3 separate regions of the Mus musculus genome follow, and regions 1 and 2 are each linked to region 3. The links are chromatin contacts, called in public Hi-C maps. All regions are on one chromosome and are shown on one strand. The core of a region is the stretch at or near the end of the contact, and the rest is flanking DNA. Distances in the headings are between cores, read along the strand shown. Region 1 holds the start of 2310039H08Rik (RIKEN cDNA 2310039H08 gene). Region 2 holds the start of Cnpy3 (canopy FGF signaling regulator 3). Region 3 holds the start of Dpp9 (dipeptidylpeptidase 9).

The links. A called contact is a pair of places that touch in the nucleus more often than the background predicts.
Region 1: a Hi-C map of CD8 T cells shows a contact between it and region 3, with 16 times the contacts expected there. The contact joins the promoter of 2310039H08Rik here to the promoter of Dpp9 in region 3. A contact is called at or near these places in 1 of 39 promoter capture datasets (pre-B cells) and 4 of 484 Hi-C or Micro-C datasets (CD4 T cells, CD8 T cells, memory CD8 T cells and 1 more).
Region 2: a contact with region 3 is called in a Hi-C map of CD4 T cells, with 5 times the contacts expected there. The contact joins the promoter of Cnpy3 here to the promoter of Dpp9 in region 3. A contact is called at or near these places in 3 of 484 Hi-C or Micro-C datasets (CD4 T cells, CD8 T cells and rod photoreceptor).

What each region holds. Positions count from the first base shown.
Region 1 is chr17:46,771,115-46,774,136 of GRCm38.p6, reverse strand. 2310039H08Rik (RIKEN cDNA 2310039H08 gene) reads right to left here and starts at 1,502. Exons shown (of 1, transcript NM_025966.3): 1 at 730-1,502. The coding sequence starts at 1,324. The coding sequence ends at 980. Rpl7l1 (ribosomal protein L7-like 1) reads left to right here. Exons shown (of 7, transcript NM_025433.3): 7 at 1-230.
Region 2 is chr17:46,750,793-46,753,607 of GRCm38.p6, reverse strand. It overlaps Cnpy3 (canopy FGF signaling regulator 3), which reads left to right and starts at 1,394. Exons shown (of 6, transcript NM_028065.4): 1 at 1,394-1,635. The coding sequence starts at 1,485.
Region 3 is chr17:56,217,413-56,220,468 of GRCm38.p6, reverse strand. Dpp9 (dipeptidylpeptidase 9) reads left to right here and starts at 1,580. Exons shown (of 21, transcript NM_172624.3): 1 at 1,580-1,728; 2 at 3,008-3,056.

The DNA.
Region 1 (3,022 bases), core at 253-2,752, 9.4 Mb after region 3:
GTGTCACTATGAAGGCAGACAAAGATCGATGTATTAACGACCCCGACTCCAAAAACACTCGAGGGGGCCCAAGGTGGGCTCAGTGGTTAAGAGCCGTTCGCCCAGGGGCTGGAGAGTTGGCTCAGTGGTACCACATGGTGGCTCACAACCATCTGTAATGAGATCTGACGCCCTCTTCTGGTGTATCTGAAGACAGCTACAGTGTACTTACATAAAATAAATAAATCTTTAAAAAGAGCCGTTCGCCCAGTCCCCTGGGCATCTGGCACCGTTTCACAAGTCCTGCGGGGAGGAAAGAATGCTCCCTCAGAAACCCAGGGCTTAATTCCCAACTACTAGTTTCAGCCTTGGAGATGAATCTGGGTAAGGCACCTGCTGCCAAGCCAGAGCTTAACCGGGGGGGGGGGGGGGGGGGGGGGGGTCTGGTGCATGGTGGGAGGAGAAAGCCAACTCCTATGGGGGTACCAACTACCAAACTGCCTCTGCTCGCACTACCTTAGTTGCTCCCAAGAGTCAGGGTTTTTTAAGATTTAGTTATGTGGCCAAGCACACTGACAACAGAAGAGGGCGTCAGATCCCATTAAAATGTGAGTCACCATGTTTGCTGGAAATTGAACCTTGATCCTCTGGAAGAGCACCGAGCCCTCTCTCCAGTCCCCCAACTCCAAGAACCAGGGTTTCTATGTATCACTCTGGGAAGGAACCTTTTCATCAAACCCAAACGACTGCCAAGTTAGAAATGCCTTTTGGATATCGGTTTATCGGTATCATCAGAACAAGCGGGTCCAGGAGGTTGTGCTGTCCTACAGTGACAAGGGAAACTTATTTCCGTTACACAAATGGACTAGGACACAGTATGAAGTTGAAATTTGGCATCCAAAAACAAAATTACTAGGCAACATTGAGTCCCACAGGTGGCAAGTGTCCAGACTCAAGTTTGTGTAGGACCCAGTCATGCCCTCGGGAAACACCTCGAGCATCAGGAAACCCTTGGGCCTCCGTCGAGTTGGGCGGCTGGACTGCCCCGGGATCGCTCCTCGATGGTCGGAGGCTGCGTCCTCGTGTCTAGGGCGATGGTGCAGGGTGAGGCGGCCGAGCCCGCATCTTCCCAGGGCTTGGGCCTCCGAGGGAGCAGAGACGCGGTGGGTTCACCGTGGGTCGCAGTGATGTGGCGTTTCTCCAGGCCCGGGACCTCCTGGCCCTTCTGTACCAGGTGCAGGAGCTCCGCCAGGGTCACCGAGGCAGGAGCTGGCTCGGCAGACGCCAGTGCACCGCTCGGACTGGAGACACCGCCACGCTGGTCCATGTCCTGCCACCAGCTCATCCCCCGGATCCGGCTGTAAGCACTTCCGGGTGGAGTGGGAGCAACCACTTCGTGAAAAGTAGAGGGGAGCTTAGTAACTTAGCCCAGGGTAGACCTTCCAAGACCCGGGCTATTTGTGCAGAAGCTGCAGCCTGGGTTAACCTCCAGCTCTCATTCCACAACATGAGATGTGCTGCGGTGGGTGAGGAGCGGGCGGGGTGGGGTGGGGGAACGAGCCAAAAAGTGAAGTTTTTGCACCCAGTGAGACAAGTGTGAGGAGGCGTGGCTGTACAAAAGCACTTCCCTTTGGCACGTGTAGATGCGGACGCAGGCTGCGCGCTCAGGGCCGGGAGGGTCGTCTTGGTAGTTTGAGTCTCGCGCTACAGTCCAGAGCGTGATTCTGTATGCTTTTCCAAGCAAGCAAGCAAGCGCTCGTCACATTTGTTAATTGTGGTACTAAGGATCAAATCCCTGGTTTTTGTTGTTGTTGTTTGGGTTTGGGTTATGTGTTGTTTGGGATTTGTAGTCAATTTTGGTTTGAGCCAAGGATTCGTCATCTCCCAATGTCTGCTGCGCTACACCTCCCAATGCTGTTCAGATTTCTGTATCAAAGCTATCCTGACAGGATGCAGTGGCTCATGCTTGTAACACCATATGCTCGGGCCATAGAGCCAGCCGAGTTACACACTGAAACATGTAAGTATATAATAAACAGCTTGATCTGGCACAGATCAAGAAATCAGTAAGTAAAGCATACTTTGCATAATGTTAAAAGCACACAGCATGTTTACCCTTCACCGGAAACAACCCCATGAAACCCAAAAAGTGGGTAAGATGGCTCAGCAGGTAGGGCTATTGAATTTTTATCCCCGTTCTCATGTTTTCAAGGTCTCCTGTAGCCAAAGCTGACCTTGAACTTGAACTCACAATATAGTCTGTGTGTGTGTGCGTGCGCGCGCGTATGCACGCGTCTGACTTCGGATCCTTGCCTTCGAAGGGCAGAAGTAGGCAGACCGCCGCATCCAGCTGGCATTTATCTGGGTTTGTGGGCATTCAAATTCTGACCCTCACACCTGCACGGCAGGCACTAACTGCTGACCATTCCCAACCGCGGCTTTGAACTCCTGGCCCTCCACCTCCGCAGTGCTGGGATTACAGGGGTCCATGTCCAGTATGTGCTGGGAATTGAATTGTATTGTATGGTGCCGGGAATGGAGCACAGGAGTTTATATGTATTAGCCAAGCACTCTACTAACTGAGAGCTCTGTCTGCAGCCCCTCTGGCACACTTTTCCTCATGTAATGCTGAACCTCTTAGGGCTTCCTTTCCTTTCCTTTCCTTTCCTTTCCTTTCCTTTCCTTTCCTTTCCTTTCCTTTCCTTTTCTGTTTTGTTTTTCAAGACAGGGTTTCTCTGTGTAGCCCTGGCTGTCCTGGAACTCACTCTGTAGACCAGGCTGGCCTCGAACTCAGAAATCCACCTGCCTCTGCCTCCCAAGTGCTGGAATTAAAGGCGGGTGCCACTACTGCCCGGGCCCCCCTTTAATTTTATTATGTGCATCTATGTCTGTGTACTACATGCATGCAGTACTGCTAAAGGCCAGAAGAGAGCAACTGAACCCTTAGTTCTGCTATCATGTCGGTGTTGGGCTTTGAATTCTCTGGTCTTCTGGAAGGACAGCCAGTGCCTGGAGGCCATTATTGAGGGTCCCCAGTGATCTC
Region 2 (2,815 bases), core at 145-2,644, 9.5 Mb after region 3:
AGAGGCAGGAGAGAAGTGTAAATGTCCAATGCCAGGTTCCTGCCTTTTAGGAGCTCAGAATCCAAACAAATAACAAAAGAGATTGGAATACCATACAAAAAATGCTGGGATGTTTATCCATCTGTCCCACATACTTCAAGGTGGTTTTGTTTTGTTTTGTAGATATGGCCTCAAGTAGCTCAGGCTATATCTCCCTCCCCCTCACTATATAGCCAATGACAGGTTTATGCCAGCCTGGAGATGGATCACCAGGGATTTGCACATGGTAGTCAAGTGCTAGGCAAAGATCTCCCAGTGAGCAACATCCCTAAAACTAGGGATTTCTTTTTTAATTCCATTAATTCATGAATTATTGATTTGAGCTTCCCAACAGGCAAACCTCGAGATGTAGGAGGATCACTCTTTGTTTGTTTTTCGAGACAGAGTTTCTCTGTGCAGCCCTGGCTGTCCTGGAACTCACTTTGTAGACCAGGCTGGCCTCGAACTCAGAAATCTGCCTGCCTCTGCCTCCCGAGTGCTGGGATTAAAGTCGTGTGACCATGCCCGGCTAAGAGGATCACTCTTATCTGTTTATTAATCTAGTTTTCATAAGGAGAAACGCAATTACTGGATATCTGGGCTGTTGTGAGGCCCTAAGTATCTATTCGAGTGAGTGGCTGCAATAATAAGCCTTAAAAGCCGGTGTCTAGTGAGTGCTTGCAACTTTATAAAGAAAGCCATGGTTAGGGTTGATGAGTTAGGTTAGTGACTAAAGAGGGCCACCATTAAGCCTTAAGGATCCAAGTTTGAGGTCCAGAACCAACATGGTGGAAGGAGGCAACTGATTCCAGTCGTCTTCCAACCCAAAATAAATATATAAAGACTTTTTTATTAACACCTTAATGGGGGTGGGGGTGCGGGGAGAGGACCACGAGGCCCGGTGTGGAGGTGCACTTAGAGGCAGCTGGATTTCTGAATTCGAGGCCGGCCTGGTCCACGCAGTAAATTCCAGGACAGCCAAGGATACAAAGAAACCCTGTCTCGAAGAACAAAAGACAGAAAACAAGAAACAAAACCATGAAAGATAGTCCGTTATCCAGGGCTAGAATGCCCAAGGCTGGTTCATCCAAGGTATGATGAAGGTTCACCCGCTAGGAACTGATGCTCCAGCTACTGAGCCTCCTTTAGCTGGCAGTGATATCGCTATAGGGCGCCAAAGCCACCATCCGCTCTCTGATTGGCTGAGATGGGAAAAAAAAAAGATAGTTCCTCTCATTGGCTATAAAGCAGACGCCGAGCGAACCCATTGGTTGCGTCGCCCGCGGGCCTTGGTCGGTTTCGCAAGCCGCTAGAGGCTACCGGGCGTGGGGCGGGCCGGAGCTCGCCGTTGCCGTGGTTACCCAGAGGCACGTGCGCAGTCCCGGAAGCGGCCGGGGGAAGCTGCTCCGCGCGCGCTGCCGGAGGAAGCGCCGCCGGGTCCGCTCTGCTCTGGGTCCGGCTGGGCCATGGAGTCCATGTCTGAGCTCGCGCCCCGCTGCCTCTTATTTCCTTTGCTGCTGCTGCTTCCGCTGCTGCTCCTTCCTGCCCCGAAGCTAGGCCCGAGTCCCGCCGGGGCTGAGGAGACCGACTGGGTGCGATTGCCCAGCAAATGCGAAGGTGAGGGGGCGGGGCCGCGGGGCGTAGCCAAGCCCGAGGGGCGGGAGGGGGCGGGGCCTGTGGGAAGGGTCTGGGCCTGGCAGGACCTGGGCTGGGGTCTCCTTGGCCCTGCTGTGTGCTTTGCGGCAATGCTGGGTGCTGTGACTCTCGGATAACCTGGAGATCCCTGCTTTTGGGCGAATCCGGGGGTAGTTGCTCATCAAGACTAGAGGTGGGGGTGGAGGGAAGGCTTCATACAGGAAGCCTGCTGCGAAATGAAGAGTTGGCCAGGGAAAGCATGGCGTGCAGAGGAACTCACTCCGCAGAAACCACAGAAACAGAGGCAGATGAGGAGGCCCTGCCGGCCTAGAAGCCAGAGGGCGAATTTGAGGAACTGAAAAGGTCCATATGACGTAGAAAAGGGAACCTGAAAATTTTCCCGTGGTGCTTTCACTACAACCTAATTTGTGTATGGTTTTGGCTTCTTGAGAACAGGTACTGAGTTGCAAATATTTATTGGCAGACCAAAAAAAAAAAGGGGGGGGGCTTTACATAGGATTATATGGAGGGGCGGTGAGTGTATGTGGAGAGAAGAGACTCACACTCAAAGGATCAAGAGGTCACTTTTTTGAAAGCATCGAGCGCAGAGGAGACTGAAGTGAAGGAGGTAGATTTTAAAAATCGAAGGACAAGGAACTGAGACCTCTCTTTTGCCCTGCTCATCATTGCTCAGTTTCCTCTCAGACCTTTGCAGCCATCGACCTTCTTTCTAAGTCCTCGAAGGCCCCCCTCCCCCGAGTATTCTGGATATCCATTTTATGCACCAAGCAGATGTACACAGGCCAGATGTTCCCTAAGCACTGGATGCTGGGCTGGTGGTTTGGGACACATTAATCCTCCCATTTGAGCTGTTAAATGTGTGGCGAATGGGGGCAGGGGACTCGGCTCAGTGGGTAGAGTGATTGCCAGAGGATCTGAGTTCAGATCCCCAAGACAGATATAAAAAGCCAGACGCTGCAATGTTTGTGCACCCCTGATCCCCGCACCTCCGCACCTAAAGAGATGCACAGGAGACCAGCCAGTCCAACCAAATGATCACGCTCCAGGTTCAAGTGAGAAACCTTGTCTGAAAAACAAAAGATGAAGAACAGTATCAGAAAGGAACTCTGGCCTCCATGTGCATATCCACATATCCACACAC
Region 3 (3,056 bases), core at 331-2,830:
CCCCAACTTGCTTCTTGCTCATGATGTTTGTGCAGGAATAGAAACCCTAAGACACCCTCTTTCTGTCTTTAGTAGTACATGTTCATGTCAAAGGTCTCCACCTCTGAGTGCTGGAGCTGACCCTTGACCCCAGAGGACCTCCTCCCTCCCTCCCCCATCACATAAGTTCATCTTCAAGTTCAAGCAGATGCTGGGGCTTAGGCTCAGTCCCAATCCCCAGCTTCTCATTAACCAGGCATGGTGGTGTACAGTCACCCCAGCACTGGGGAGGAAGAGGCAGGAGTTCAAGATAAATTTTAGCTACATGAGACTCTTCCCCAAAATGGGTGTGAAAAGAAAGGGGTCAGGAGAGAGAAGAGGATGGCTGGAACTGGGGAAGACCAGGAGAGCCGCCAGGCCCTCAGCCACGTCCTGTAATTGTGTAACAAATGGTGTCTCCAGGGAGGGTTCCTGGAAAGGGAACAGGGTTGCAACATCATGTTAAAAATGTAGCTCTCAGGATTTCCGGTCAAAAAGTTAACTAGCTAGGAAGCTAAGTGGGGACACTTCAACAACAATGGAGGATGCTCACTAAATGTCACTCACCAAACAATGGATGCCCTTCTGCAGGAACCCTGTTAGGATAACTTTTGGGGAGTGTGTCTTTATTTACAAAAGCTCTTTAGAGGCTTGAGAGAGGTGGCTCTGCGAGGAGGGGAGTCCATGTCCCAGCACTCATGTGGCCTTAACTCCAGTTACAAGAAATCCATTGTGGGTCTGGAGAGATGGCTCAGTGGTTAAGAGCACTGACTGCTCTTCTGAAGGTCCTGAGTTCAAATCCCAGCAACCACATGGTGGCTCACAACCACCTTTAATGAGATCTGACGCCCTCGAATCTGAAGACTGCTACAGTGTACTTAGGTGTACTTAGATATAATAATAAATTTAAAAAAATTAAAAGGAAAGAAACCCATTGTCCTCTTCTGTCACACTCGCGTGGCTCAGACACAATGCACAGATAAGAAGTAAAACATGAGCCGGGCGTGGTGGCGCACACCTTTAATGCAGAGGCAGGTGGCAGAGGCAGGCGGATTTCTGAGTTCGAGGCCAGCCTGGTCTACAGAGTGAGTTCCAGGACAGCCAGGGCTATACTGAGAAACCCCGTCTCGAAAAACAAAAAACAAAGTAAAACATGGTGTGGGCGAGATCTAGACAGAGCAGGCAGATCTTAGAGTTCAAAGCTAGCCTGATTAAGTGGAGAGTTTCCGAGCGCTGGGATGAGCGGCGTAAGCAATCTGGGACTAGAACCCGGGGCCACCTTTTGGAAGGCAGCTTTCCTAACCACTATTCTACCAATATCTCAGCTTTCTTAGATATTTTTAATAGGTCACTGCAGGGTCGAGCTGGCCAGCAGAACTGGAGCAGGGGTGTCCATCCCGCAGTCCTCTCCCAGACAGCAAGGGGCCACCAGCCTTGCCTTCAGCCCTAAGACGCTCCTGAGCATTGTCCCCTAGAGTTTCACGGACGTTGGTTCTGCCCTGACGTTACCCAATCAAAAGCCTCTGCTTCTGCAGCTCAACTTCCGGGTCAAAGGAGGCGCAGCTGGCGGGTCCCCCCGGTGTCCGCCGCCTTCGCTGTCCCCCCGCGCCCGCCACTTCCGGGCCCTCGTCTTGGGCATGGAGCGTCGCGTGTGAGGCGCCGCCGGCCCCGGGGACGCCCTGCTCAGCTTGTCCTCCGCGCCACGCTCGGGTGAGCAGCGTCCGGCCCCGGCTCGCCGCCTCCCGCCCCGGCCGGCGCCGTCCGCCCGCCTCGGCGCCGCGCGCCCTGTCCTCGTCGTCCCCGCCGCTCTGGTCGCCGCGCTTCGCCGGTTCCGGGCCGCGCCCAAGAGCTGCTGCCGCACCGCTGCGGAGACGCAGCCGCCAGCTTCATCGCAGAGCGCGGCTCAGCCCGGCGTCCGCGCAGCCTCCGCCAGCCTCCGCCAGCCTCGTCTCTGCCAAACCCTCCCTCCCGGCCTCATCCTTCCCAACCTGATCCCCTCAAGCCTCATCCTCTTCCATCTTGATCTTCTAAAGCCGGATCCCCGCAAGCCTGATTCCCCTCCCAGCTTGATCCCTCAAGCCTGATCCCCAAAACTTGATCCGTCCAACTTGTTCCCTCAAGGCCTGATAGTCCAGGTTGACCCTCCTCTCAAACCTGAAATCCTAAAGCTTCATACCCCAAAGCTTGAAACCCGCAGCATGAACCTCTCCAAATGACCCTACCAGCCTGACTCTTCCAAGACTGGTCACTCCCCAAGCCTGATCCTTCACTCAGCCCTTATCCTCTGCCTCAGTTTCCACATTGTCGCATGCCAAGCTTGATACCCTCCCAGACTAAAATCATATCCTCTGTCTCATCCCTTTCCTCCCCGGATTAGCTTGAACCCCCTCAGCTTCCAGCATTCATTCCCTGCATCTTGAGCCCCACCCTTAGGATCTCGGCCTTAGGCCCATCCATCCCCTCCCCATCCACGATTTTGCCCAGCCTTTGACCTCAGCGGCCTTTTTGCTGCCTGTTACCCAGGCTCCCTCGGGAGCCCCCAGGGCAATCACCAACCTGCTTTCGAAGAGTTGGGACTGGTGCCCAGGAGGTGTGGACCACAGTCGCCAGTTCCCTGCTGGGTCCCAGGGAGACCGCACACTGAGGGACACGTCTCTTCCAAGTACAACCCAGGGCATGTTGGCAGCCCCGAGGGGCTGGGAGGCTCAGTTAGAGTCGAACCAGGTAGATAGGGTTAGGCACAGGCGGAGACTCCCGCCCGCATGGAAAGTGAGTGAGAAGAAGCCACACACATCACCGGCCCCTCCATCTTCACCGGCCCCTTCATCCTCACTGGTTCCCCAGTTCACACCAACCACTCCATCCTTGCCAGCCCCTCATCTTCCGCCAACCCCTTCATCCTTGCCAGACCCCATTTTCACCAACCCCTTCATTCTTGCCAGCCCTTCCCATCTGCCCACCTTAACAACACCACATTTGTTCTTCTAAGGTCCGTGCCCCTCGCCTGCAGCTGCCATGGAAGCTCCTTGGACCCTTTA